2 separate regions of the Mus musculus genome follow, and region 2 is linked to region 1. The links are chromatin contacts, called in public Hi-C maps. All regions are on one chromosome and are shown on one strand. The core of a region is the stretch at or near the end of the contact, and the rest is flanking DNA. Distances in the headings are between cores, read along the strand shown.

The links. Hi-C and Micro-C count contacts between places; a contact is called where the count stands out from the background.
Region 2: a contact with region 1 is called in a Hi-C map of cortical neurons, with 2.2 times the contacts expected there. The contact joins two enhancer-like sites.

What each region holds. Positions count from the first base shown.
Region 1 is chr2:7,841,936-7,849,056 of GRCm38.p6, forward strand. No RefSeq gene overlaps it. Among named protein-coding and RNA genes, the nearest start is that of Gm30904, 500 kb to the right of the region's middle. Within about 2 kb of position 5,781, at least 4 of the 459 cell types and tissues checked have an H3K27ac peak or open chromatin away from gene starts, as enhancers often do. A contact at or near this core is called in cortical neurons, where this site is marked.
Region 2 is chr2:8,388,447-8,395,611 of GRCm38.p6, forward strand. No RefSeq gene overlaps it. Among named protein-coding and RNA genes, the nearest start is that of Gm30904, 47 kb to the left of the region's middle. Within about 2 kb of position 1,280, at least 3 of the 459 cell types and tissues checked have an H3K27ac peak or open chromatin away from gene starts, as enhancers often do. A contact at or near this core is called in cortical neurons, where this site is marked.

The DNA.
Region 1 (7,121 bases), core at 4,531-7,030:
GTATGGCAGGCATAACATGGTGCAATAAGACTAGGCACATCCACTCATCTTAAGGCAGGATGAAACAAACCAGTAGGAGGAAAGGGTTGTAAAAGCAGGCAAAAGAGACTGAGATGGCACCTGCTCCCACTGTTAGGTATCATATAAGAATACAAAGCTATACAACCATAACATATGCATAGAGGACCTAGGTCAGACGCATACAGGCTCCCTTTTTATTCATTGGTTTAGTCTCAGTGAGCCCCTGTGAGTCCTGGTTAGTTGATATTGTGAGATGTTTTCCTGTTGAGTCCTTGACTCATCTTTTCTCTCCCTGTTCAACAGGAGTCCACAAGCTCTGGCTAACATTTGGCTGTGGGTCTCTTCATCACTTTTAATCAGTTGCTGCATGAGGCCTCTCTGAGGATGATTATGCTAGGCTCTGGTCTCTAAGTATAGTAGAATATCATTAGGAGTCATTTTATTGACTATTAAGTTTTATTTATTTGTTTTTATTTCATTTTATTTATTTATTTTTCTAGTTGTGTTTTGTTCTATTCTAGGTTTCTAAACTAGTCAGCATCCAGTCTCTGGCTATCCAGACTGTATCAGATGTGGGATCCCCTTTCATGGCATGGGTTTCAAGTTGGATCAGTCTTTGTTTGGTCACTCCCCCAAGTAGCGCTCTTATATACAAACAACAAAAGTGCTGAGAAAGAAATCATGGGAATGGGCTGTGGAGATAGTTCAGAGGTTAACTGCTTTTTCAGAGGTCCTGAGTTCAATTCCCAGCCACCACATGGTGGCTCACAACCATCTGTAATGGGATCCAATGCCCTCTTCTTCTGGTGTGTCTGACATCTACAGGGTACTTACATAAATAAAATAAATCTTTTTTTTTTTTTTTTTTTAAGAAAGAAATCCTGGGGAAAAGAGCCTTCATGAAAGCCACAAAATAATATAAAATATCTTGTGGTAACTCTAACAAAGCAAGTGTATGATAAAAAATCTTCAAGTCTTTGAATAAAGAAATGGGAGAAGATATCAGAAGATGGAAAGGTCTGCCATGATTATGAATAGGTAGGATTAACAAAGTGAAAATTAGGATTTTACCCAAAACTAGCTACATATGTAGTGTAATCCCCATCAAAATTCTTTACAGGCCTTGAAAGAAGAGTATTAACTTCATATGAAAAACAAAAACAAACAAACAAACAAACAAACAAACAAACAAAAAACCAAGCTAGGTAAAACAATCCTGAACAATGAAAGAACTTTTGGAGGTATCACCATCCCTGATTCCAAGCTGTACTATAGAGATGTAGTAATAAAAACCCAATTGCAGTTTTAATTTGTATTTCCCTGGGATTAGTAAAGCTGATCAATTTTCCTTTTTCTTTTGGTTATTTGTAAGTTGATTATTTACAAGACATTCCTACTAGAGTGTTGTGCCCATTGTTAACCAGTCTGCCAAATATGTTACTATAGTGTTGGGTCCGTTTTTTTTTACATATTTGTGCTATTAACCTCATTATATGTAGGACTGACCTATTTTTCTGCTAGCCCAGGGGGATGACTCTTGACTCTGCCCATTGCATCATTTTCTGTGCTGAGAATTTTCAGTACTATGACATGCTGTTTAGTCTATTATTATTTTGTTGTCTATACTTTTGCAGTCAGATCCAGATGCGGTGGCATTGATCAGTGTCATAGATATTTCCAGGTGCTTCCTTGCTTCAGTTTCACACACTGAGGCCATTTGTGTTTATTTTCATCCATTTCCTTAGGGTTTCTACTACTGGCTGACCTGGATCATTTGGCTCTCTCCTTTTTTTGGGATCTTGATCTTTACAGTTATTTGTTGTTCATGAATTTGAAGAAGGGACTTATTCAAGTTCTCCAAGTTGTCTTTGTCTAGACAACTTTTCATTCCAATATCTACTGAGGAGGAGATTTGGGGAAGGCTCTTGTGTATGCTGCACAAGTTGACTCGGTGTTGGAGATTTGGAGGTAGATAGTCTGGTTTCCTCTTAAGTAGATGATTGGGCTTGGGATGAGAGTCTGAAGAGTGGACCTATCTAATGAGAAGGGTCTAACGATTGGAAGGTAGTAGCAATAGGTCATAGGTCTAGAAGTTATTTCTAGAAGGATATTTACACAATCAGAGATGGCCTGCAGCCTGGATGCACAGGGCTGAACTGGCACCGAGATGATCATTGAGCCTGAGAATGAAGGGATTGGCCAGGCAGTGAGGAGGCATGATACAGGTTGCTTGCCTGACTCTGGTCTCCATAGCATGAAGGACAGCTGGTCCATACTGATTATTCTAAGGCATTTGCATCGAAACTTGATCTGTCATGCTGGTCAAATGTTATAGCAGGCCTGGGGCTTGAGCCAACTGGAGTTTGGGATTATGGGCACTGACTTCGAACCAGCTACTGGGGCATTTTCCCATCTACTAAAACGTAATGAACTATAAAAAGATATACAGGAAACTTAAATATGTGTCATTAAGTGAAGTATATCCATCTAAAAAAACCCTACATGCTACATGATTCAATCTCTTAGCATTTTGGAAACGAAATGGAAAGATTCAAGCTGTCAAAAGATTGGTGGTTTCCAGAGAGTAGGGCAGTGTGGAATAAGTAGAACATTGGAGAACTGGAAGACAGCAGGATTCTTCTACATGGTAAATACTTATAATTGTATACTTGTGGAAGTGCACAGAACACTAGCAGTGGTCCCTAATGGAACTCTGACCTTTGCATAGTAATGATGTGTCAGCATGTAGCTTTATTGCTTGTAACAATGTGCCTGCTAGTGTTACACAGCTGTAGAGAATTAGTCTATACAAGGTATGGGAGGAAACTCCATACTTCCTCTTAGTGTAAGAACCTAATTATTTTTGCCATTCATGATTCTTACTTCAATAAAAATAAGTTATTTGTAACAGTTTCTAATTGCAAATTTGTCTGATAAAGTTTATAAAAAATAAATTATTTGGGAAAATATCACTTTAAATTAAATTAACCTTAACACATAGCAGGTTGATTTCTTTTGTTATGACTATTCTGTGTTTAAACTGTCACTCAGCAGATTTGAAAGGCTGGGAACAGTAAGACATGAAGAAAGAAAGTTCAGCTTCTCTGAGTAATAAAAAAAAAGCATCCATATTTAAATCACTGCCATTATTAACATTTTGAAGGTTACTTAGCAAGTTTATAAAAAATGTCTTCTGCTTAAAATTTTAATTGTAAATTCTCAACTTGGTTTTCATTTATCTAAGAGCTTTTATGTGAGATGATAGACTATAAATGTTATGCTAAATCGACCCCTCCATGCACTAGATCTGGTAGCTCAGTGGGAGAACCTGTGCTTAGCATGCTGCAAGCATTGGATCCAATCTCCAATGTTCTAAGTAAAACACTGAATGAAGACTTTACGTATTCACATACTGCTTTATGCTCTAGTTTTTCCAGACAGTCCTATATAAGATATGTTTTTTATTAAAGAAAAGGAATTAAATAAAGTTATGAACAAATGATTTCCAGGAACCAATATTTCTATTTCTAGACACCTACAGGATTAAATAATGGAAAGCTTCGCAATAAAATTACAATACAAATTCTGTCTTAAAATTTCCATGTGAATGTTAACCTTTAGAGTTTATTATATACATACTGCACAGATTATATTTAGAGATATGTAGGAGGTACTTGGTATATGTGGGAGGGTTTAGAGAAAGTAAAGGAGAAAATGAAATTATATTAGAATCTCAAAAACCAAAAAGAGGTTATTCTAACAGCATTTCCCAGAGACAGTAGAGCTGATGTACATATGACCACACAGAGGCTGTTACAGCAGGCACAAGACCTGCACAAGCTCAAATCAGATAAAATCCCAGTATGGAAGATAGATAGAAACAAATTCCCGTTCATATCTAGCAAGCTATTTGCAATTGATACCTGCTGGGAAATAGAAAATCAATTTTCTCCATTGAAGCATCACTTGTCACGCCAATCACACTCTACAGCAGGTCTCAAACCCAGGAACAGTTGGCCCACACATAACAGACTCCATTTTGAGATGCTCTATCTGTTTTGTTTTGCTTGTTTGCTTTGAATATGTGCCTTTTGTTTTTGTTTTTTAGGTTGTCTGAGAGTAGGGGTTGGAGGAGTAAGAGACAGAACATGAAACTGGGTGGGTAGAGAGATGGGAACATCCAGGGCGTGTTAGGACAGAGGAAAGACTGATCACAATATACCGTATGTAAGAAGAGTATATTCAGTTTGTGGCAGATAGCTTTAAAGTATTTATAGCCACATGCTACTTAACTCATGATAATATATGCAATATATGTCTAAATAGCTATTGTTCAGTGGTCAGCCCTGAAAACACACATACCAGGAACATTATACAGACTGAGCAGTTCATATTTAGAAATATGTATGTTTACACATACATGCGCATAATAGCAACTAATGAGAAAAGAGACCATAAACTTGAAAGAGAAAATGCAGGGGTTTATAAGTGGGTATGGAGGGAGAAAAGGGAAGGGAGAAATTATATATTATAATGTCAAAAATAAAAGAAAAAATTGAAAATATTTAACAAAGAAAATCTTATGCAGGTGCTTCATTAATGTTTGTTTTCTTCTATTATCCAGGTTTTATGAGAAAATAACTCATAATCATGTATTTAAAAGACAGAAAAATGCATTCCAAGAAAAAAGATAACTTTTAGAAAGGAATACTTGAAAACTCACTGCTTGAGCAAACACGTGCTACTTTCATATGTCTACACTGAAAAGGGATACTCCCCATTATCTATCATCTGCTGAGAAGTTACCTGCACTGCTGATCATGGAGACAGATGTGTTTTACAATAATTTTCTATACCAAAATCTCCTTCTTGCTTTACTGTGCTGGCAGACACAAGCCAATGGCTGGAAAGGTAAAAGTGTTTACTCCGTTAGGAGAGAGGGGAAAGTTAGATATCAGTCTGAAGGTACTTGAAAGCCCAAGAGACAGCGTTTTGAAGGCTGAGTCCAAGTATGAAAAAAAGTCCCTGTGTAGAGGAGTCTAAAAGAAAGTGGAAATGCCAGAACTTGGCAGAAAGGTAAGAAAGCAAAACATAAAGTCTCAGATACTGCAGAGGAGTTGGCCCCAATTTCCTCTCAAATTGCTGAATTGTATCGTGTCTGTAGCTCTGGGTGACGCACTTACTGAGTGTTAAGGGAAGAGCTAATGAAGTTACGGGAACACTGGCAATTATTTTTGAAAAGTCTTCTAGGATTGGGAAGGCAATAAGTTGTAGAGGTGCAATTTTATTTTAAGGCTCCATATTTTTTTCTGATATTCAGAAAGCACTGGAGCATACCCCATGTACTCACTGACCAGGTAATCCAACTACAAACAAAATGTCTCCCTTCATATTGGCCTGAAGGTAAAAAAAATAATTCTGACAGTCAGCAATCAAAATCAGTAGAGAACTAGGGACTGGGGCATTTGTGTGCAAGCTAAGAATCAAGTAGTACTAGGACAGGCGAAAGGGAATGTGGGCTATTGTGAAGAGGGTATTGAACTCTTAGAATAAAGATAATCAACTGCTTTGAAATGATTGAGGGGTTTCCTATTCACATTTGCCTAGAGAGGAATATTGCTTCATGACTAAAAGACTGGTAAGATATTCAAGACAAATCAAACATAATAAGCTAGGCAGATGGCTCAGTCAGTAAACTGCTAACCATGTAAGCAGAGAAACCAGCACTTTTAGAACAACTAAAAAGGTAGCTATGGTGGCATAGTGTTAGACTGATAAAGTGACAGGAACAAGCTGGGAGCCACTAGTCTAGCAGAATCAGCTCTATATGTGCGTGCACGCGCACACACACACACACACACACACACACACACATACACACACACACATACACACACACACACACACACACATACACACACACACACACACACACACACACACACACACACACACACACCACATGATAAATGGAAGAAAAGGAACACATGATGAATAAGATGCTGTCACTTCATGTATGGAGAAAACCTCGGAGCGCCTGCAAAGATTTCAGCACGAGGTCTGTTTGGTTGTGCTATGTCCTATCTTCTTCAATGATCCAAGGATGAGTAGAAAATAACATCTGCAGATGCCACATGAAAGGGGCGCTGAAAACATCAATCAGGAGCTGGAAAAAATAATCATTACTGTCAGGGAACCAGGAATTAAAAGATGTGCAGGACATTACAAATGAGGTCTGAGTAGGAGACTATAAGCTGATAACACTAAAAGAGAATGCACTGAAGCACAGGAGGAAGCTACGGTTAGAAATGTAGAGAAGCGTTCGGAGGGTTAGTGTAAAGTGTCTGTGCCTCCAAGGATGCTCCACAGGAGCTGTCACTACATCTGTCACAAGTTCACATCTGGGGAGGTCATAGGCCTTAGCAGGGCACTCTTGGTAATATTTTAAAGTGCAATAGTCATGCTGTAAGCCTGCCCTCTTACCTCCTATGCTTATACTCATGAACTCGTGCTCTTCATAACCTTGGTCACAGGAGCTTCCTTTCCAGTGGATAGGGGTTGAATCTTAGCGCTAGTTGAGGAGCTATCCGAGGTTGGTGATTGTTAAGGGACAGGGAGTCACTTTTCTTTGGGGATGTGGTTGCTTGTCGGTTGTCCATGCCACAGTTAAAGACTCCACACAATCATATATGATCAGTGCTAATTTAGGGGGATATTAATAATATGGCTTGGTGGATCTCAAGGGCAGTTAGAGGGAGGGAGTAAAGAGTAATGAGACCATAATTCACTATTTTCACATATGAAAACTTAAAAAACATAAATATTAATGTAAAACAAGATTTAAAATATAAATTCCAGTTAGCTCAATGAGAAAAACACAAAGCAAGCAAGCAAACAAACAAAACAACAACAAAACCAACCAAAACCCAAAACAAAACAAAACAAAGAAATAACTTACTGTATCTCTAGTCCTAGGGTATCATACGCCTTCTTTTGGCCTCTGCTGACACTATATATATATAGTGTAATACATACACTCAAGCAAACACTTATACACAATAAAAATAAGTCTATCTTTATAAAAAGTTCAAGAAATAGAA
Region 2 (7,165 bases), core at 30-2,529, 540 kb after region 1:
GAAACAAGAAATCAGAAAATAGTGATATTTTAATTCAGGACATAATGATACTTTAAGTCAGACCATTCTAAAAGCTGTGAGTAGACACACAAGTGTTCCACACAATCAGCACTTTGCACAAACATTAGTGTTTTTTAGAGGTGTTTTCTTCGAGGCACACATGACATTTAGGTCATTACCAAATACTAGGAAAGCTATCCTTAAAACAGATCCTGACGCTGAGGGAGGTCAACCACCTCCACAATCACCTGCCACACATTTCCTTTTGTTCATATATTTATGATATATGATGTGAAACATAATATATATGATAAAATATAGCTTATGTAGTATATATACTATAATATATAGTATATAGAGACATATAGCATATATAGTATATGTATATATGCTAGATATACAAGTATATTTAATAGATATATAGTGTATGCAGTTTATATGCATTATATATATACATATATATATATATCATGATTGTTTTTTGCATATAGGTTTAATTATATATAGAATATATACTATTCTACAGTACCATGATAAGGGGAGAACAATAATTTTAGTTTGTTTGGTGCTAAACAAATACTTAATGTTTTTTATATGATTCATTAAGAAGGTTATCTTTAAGAGCAAGTGCAAAATAAGACTGGGGAGGTAGGTCAATTAAGTATATAAAAATATTTGGTTCTAAATATTAATAAAAATGATAGAAAATGAATATTTGTTTTAAATTGGGATATAAATAATGAATTTTGATTTTTAATTATTCTGGTCAACTTCATTGAAGTATTATATTAGCTACTTTTATTGCTGTGACAAAGCCCCTAACAAGAAGCTATTTATAATAGGAACAAAGGTATATCCCGCTTATGTTTTGAGAAGGTAAAATGAGTCTTGTCAGCAATGTTTGGCAACAGGAACCTTCATGTTGTCAGGAGTATAGCTAGAATGCCTCATCTCATATCTTAGTATAATAAGGAGCAAAGACTTGACAGGAAGTAGATGCAGACAGTAAAAGTTTAAATCACCCCTCTCCCGAGATTCATTACCACCAGAGAGGTTCCACCTCCTAAAGTGTCCACAGTATCTCCAAATACCACCAAAAGCTGATGACTTCAAATACTTGACCCTGTCAGGCACATCACAAACCTCAGAAGTATACACTTAAAAAGTGTAAGAGGTTTTATTTTTAAGCTTTAAGTGAATTTTGACAGTTGTACAGTCTCACACTATTCATCTCAGCCACAATATTGGACATATTTATAGCCCACAACGTCCTCCTCACCATCTGAGACTCAGACCTTTCCTCTGTGCTTAGATTATGGCAAAATTTAACATCCGGACACTGCCATCTTCATTTTGTTAGAGGAATAATTGTCTCAAATTCTGTGTCTCTTTATTTACTTGATTTATTTGCAAGAGGAATCTGGACTATGGGATGGTGCAGCATTATAACTTCCTTTTTATGGCTATAGCTGTATATACATAGCAGTTTTAAAATTCTGCTTATCAGTTGATGGACATTTGAAAAATCCTCATTTAGCAGCTGTTACAAGTACCATTTCTTATCCATGAATGAGTCCTTGTATGGGCTTAAGGCACATTTCCTCCCTTGGATTAGCACTGCTTTCCTATATGAAAGAACACATATCTAATGTTATAGAACTGTAATTGTCTCCCAAAGAGATTGTTAGAGTTTGCATCGACACTATGATTCGCGAAGTGTTTTTGTTTTTGACATTCTTCCCACCATTGGGTATTTTGAGCATTTTCATTTCTGTCTCGCTATTAAGTATGGGGAGTACCCCATGATGACTTTGAATTTGCATTTTTGTAATGAATGATAATGTTAAGTCTTTTCCCTTTGAAAGCCCTGTGCATCTATTGTCTTATGAAAAGTACCATTCAGACTTCTTGACAATGCTAGTATTTAGAGATATAATTGGCACATAACCTCCGATCCCATGAATCGTTTTCTCTGCTTATATGGCTACATCTGCTTTTAAAATTTCTTTTGAAGATATAAAGTTGATAATGCCACAGTTATGGCTTTACTTTTAGAAGTCTTACCTTTTGTTTTATCACATTTTCTCTCACATAATCCAGTTGCATAGTGGTTTCTTTAATACTTTCCTATGTGTTTTAGAATTCTAGTTTTATGTACAATTTACCTCAATTCACTTACATTTTTAGATAAAACGTTGGTTTGGTTAATTTTATTTTCTGTGAAAATTCAATTTTCCAACACCACTAGTTAACATATTGATATTTTCTTAAATAATCCCATAGGAACTAGTTATGGTGTGGCAATTAAATGCTCCCCCACCCCCACAAAGCTACAGTTTGCTATTCAGTTACTGAGACACAATTATATCACTAAAGCTCGGACATAAACAGTGGATTTATAGTTTGATGTATTACTGAAAATGATAGAATCTTTTGGAAATAAGGCTTAGCAAGGTACCAAGGGGAAATTTACATGGCCTGCCTCAACTTATGGCACACTCTTTTCACTCTGGCTTTTGTCTGTTTTATTTTGCTCCTCCACTTGCTTGTGATGTTCAATCTGGCCTCACATATGCAGTAATGGAGCCCACCTTTGAAACCAGAGCACTTGGGACAATGAAGTAGAGATGCTGAGATGGCAGCCAACGTGGTAGACTATGGAATGCTTTCAAAGGCAGCCTGGTCAGCACAGCAAGACTTTGACTCTGATAAAAAAAAAAAATTTCAAGGACAAAAACTACAATGTCTGAAATTACAAGGCTAAAATAATTATTTCCTCCATTAGTTTTCTCTCTCAATGTTTTTCATAAATATGAAAAGTCAACTACTAGCGTGAATTTATTTAAATATCAAGTATCTATTGAAGCCTATTTCTAGATCATCTATTCCACTAAGCAAATCATCTATTCATGCTGTGGTATTCATTATGTACAAATTAACTCTATGGGAAACCTTGACATTGGTTAGTGCAAACTTTGTATCTCCATTGTTTTAAAAGGTTTTTTGTTACTACCAGTTGAATTCCAGTGTTCATTGAAAATCAGACTGCTGATTTTTACAAACTAAAGGAAACAAAGAGTCTGCTCCATTTCTGATAGAAAGGGCAATGAACCTCAGGGTTTGATTTCACTATTGAACCTTTCAATATGTGGCATAATATATTAATTTTCCATTTGCTTACCACATACAGTTTCACTTCCATTGTAAGAATCACACACGCAGAATAACATTTTATCCTTAAATATTTAGTAGTCACAGATTCTAAATAGTATTTTAGTTGCTTATGTTTAATTTTTCACTATAAATATCTAGGGCTGAAACTCACTTACACATATTGACCTTGTATTGTGGGAGTTTCAAAGATTTACGTATTTTCTTCTAAATGATTTTATGATAGTTCTTTGGGAGGTTGTTTGTTTGGTTTTGGGATTTTCTACAAAAAAGGAAAATAAATATAATTTTATTCTGCATTAGTTACCTGTGCTTCCATATCAAAGTACACTAGATGAGGAAACTGAATAAAAATTTATCATCTCACTATTTCAGAGTAGAAGAGGTCCAAAGTCAAATTTCCATTATGCTTTGTAAGTTTTGAACATTGTGTAGGAAAAATCTCCCAGTTCTTCCTTGTTCATTTATGTAAACTCGAACTTCACTGTTTAAAGTTTTTTAGTGAAGGAGTAGTGTTTTGTCTTGTTATTTTGTTTGGTTTTTGTTTGTTATTTTTCCCTTGGGACTTCATATGCCACTGGATGTGGAACCTACAATCAGTATATTCATTGGTGCTGATGAAGATGGAACAGAAATATGTGGTCTGTCCAGCTTTCTACCCAGTGCTAAGTGGCATTTATAAAAGACAAGAGGAGAAGTAAAATGAAAAGCAATATGTCATTCTGACAATTAGCTTGGATTTCAAGGCATTTTCAGTGTCAAGTTATTTTCCTTATAAAACTCAGTCATAGTTTTAAAGTGTTGATATACTCAGTTACAGGGAAAACATGAGGAATTGCTGGAGGCACCACATCATATGCAGATTTTAGCACATTTTACAAAGAACGGAATTTATGTTGGTCAGTTTATCTTGTGTAAATGAAGCACCTGAATTAATTAGTGTATAAAAAAATATTTATTTTAGCTCACATGTTTGAAGTGAGGGTTTCTGGCCCCGGTTAAATTCTCTAACAGATTTCTTCTCTGACAATTGAGACAATGCTAGAAGGAGCTCAGAGGGGAGCAAATGGACCACCTCATAAACCAAAAAAGCAAAAGGAGAAAGAAAATAATCGAGATGTTGCAATACCCAGAGAGAGGATGTCCTGGATCAACTAATGGCCTGCAGTGACACTTGGCCATTAGTGACTAGTGGCCTGCTAAGGTCCACAGCATCTCTCAAAGATTCCAGCTTGAGTACCACGACCTTCCCAAGTGGACCCCAGGTTGCATCCAAACCATGGCTAGGTCTTAGGATTCTAAAAGCATTTCAGCCTTGCAACACATCCCTACACCATTTTGTCTCAGAATGTACAGTATCCTTTATGCTTTCATTGTGAATCTATTTGTAACGTCTAATTTTGTGTTGGGTCCTTAATGTGTTATTCTCACTGTGTTCATATTGTAATTTTATACTCTCTTTCCCCCTTATTATATTAGCTGACCTTCTTATATTGGTGGATTGTAACCACTATGCATACAAAATTCACAGCAATTACTGCTTTGAGTGTTAATAAGTATTTATTCTCATTATATTAGCAATGATGTTACACTGGGTTACAGAAATGTGTGAATTGATAATAGGCCTCCCAAAACAAAGCCTTTGAAACAGTTGCCAAAAGTCCAAGGAAATGTAGCTAGCTACTTTGAAATTTCCTTGCTAAAATAAACAAAAAAGGTTGTTAGGGCAAGCTTTCAGTTACCATGACAGAGCATAAAGCATAAAGTAATGTGATATCCCATCTACAATTTGTGGGTGAAGATCTTTCTGAGAGGCCTTAAATACATCTTTAGTGTGTTTGCTTTGCTCCAATAGAATTTCTCAGAGCCCTGACTTACAATAACTGCGGTTCTTTTTCTTTTCCTGGGAGACTGTAGATAAATGCTTATAACAGACTGAAACAGTTTGTTCCAAGACCTAAGATCATACTTTGATATACAGGTTACCAAGAAGGTCATACTTATATTCAGGTACAGGCCTTCAAGTCATGTATGTGAATAACAATTGGTCTTGAGAATCAATAAAATGCTGTCCTATTGACAAAGGTGATGGGACTGTAGGATAACAATGAGATGGCTGGCCTTGGTGTATCACCAAGGATGTGAGATTCTTCATTCCGGATGAACTACATGATTAGCTAGTCTGTGTATCCCCTGGTGGCAAAAGGGATTCTAAGGTATCAATCAATAAGATGTTTCATTGCCAATGTCCAAAGACTCTAAAAAAAAAATCCAAATGATCATTTTTTTCTTCAGATCATGAAACGGACAGTTGTTTTCAAATATTGTGCTAAGAAATGAAACCTGGAGGGACTTTGGTTTACCCTCTGATACCAACTTCTGTGAGGTTTTTATTGAGGCTTTTTTACCACACTGCATATTGGTTTTTTAATATATATGATACAAATGACAATGCTGAACAGTTCCTGAGGGGGTAAGATTAGCTGACATTTACAAAATGCTGTAGAGAGAGGTGTTGCATGAGGGCCAAGTGTTTAATGTAAACCAATGGGGAGCTGATGGACCCCACATCTGAGTACAACACTGGAGCCACACAAATAGCTGGAAGTGATAACAGCGACAGTTGGAGTACAAAAATAACACTTCTACACTCTGGCAACTAATCCAGAGCTCTCGGGGTATCCACGTAACTAATTATCATAACTTTGTCCTTCGACACACACTGTAACAAGCTGGAAGCTTTATTTTGATCCTTGGTTTTAGTAGTTTGGCTCACAAACACAGAAGAAAGAGTGCAAAGCATCCAGTCAATTATGCAGAAAAAGCACCATACACAGTAACAACTTGACATTGCATATTCAGTTGACATTGCATATTCAGGAGAAACATAAAGAAGACTAGAAACAGTACAGGAGGAGGGAGAGAGAAAGAGAGGGAGGGAGGTAGGGAGGGAGAGGGAGGGAGGGAGAGAGAGAGAGGGGGGGGGGGAGGGAGGGAGAGAGAGAGAGAGAGAGAGAGAGAGAGAGAGAGAGAGAGAGAGAGAGAGAGAGGGACTAGACATGCCCCACATTGGAAGACAGCATGGCTCCTTGTTTCCTTTCTAAAGATTTATTTATTTTTCTTTAATTTAACATTAATGAATAATCTTCCAGCATATATGTATGTGTACTCCGTGCATGCCTGGTACCCACAAAGGGCAAATGAAAGTGCCAGATAACCTGAACATGAAACTGACAATTGTGAGCTGCCATTTGGATCCTGGTAATGGTACAAAGATCTCTGCAAGGGCAGTGAGTTCAAATAACAGCTGACCCATCTCTATACCCACTCCCCCTTTGTTTTAGTTTTTCAAGACAGGATTTCTCTGTATAGCCCTGGCTGTCCTGGTTCTCACTCTATAGACTCCGAGATCTGCCTGTCTCTGCTTCCTGGGTGCTGGATATATAAAGGTCTGTGTGGCCACTGCCGTAGTTAATATTTTGTATGTTTATCTCTGTATACATGTAGTGATACATACATATGTGTGCATGATTATTTGTTTGTGAATATGGGCACATGGCATGCTTGTGGGGGGGGGGCAGAGGACAACTGATGTCAGCTGTCATCTTTCACTTTTAAGCAGGGTTTTCTGTTTGTGTCTGTGTATCCCAGGCTAGCCCATGACATAATGAGCTTTTCCTGTCCCTACCTCCTGCTTGCCTTAGGAGAAATGGCATTACGTTGAGTGCAATTGTATCAAGCTTTATGTGGATGTTCTAATATTTGAATTCAGACCCTTATGATTCTAAAAATCAATGGTGCATGTGTATCACTGAACTGGAAGTCAGTTTTAGTCACTATGATATAGCCTTAATTCTATGACTTTTTTTTTTTTGCCTTAAACACTAATTCAAAGTTGATAGCTAATAAAGAAGAATTTTCAGCAATGCATAGAAGTAACTAGCTAAAGAATGAGAGAGTCTTTTTAGATAGTATCATGTTTGTTGGTAGGCTA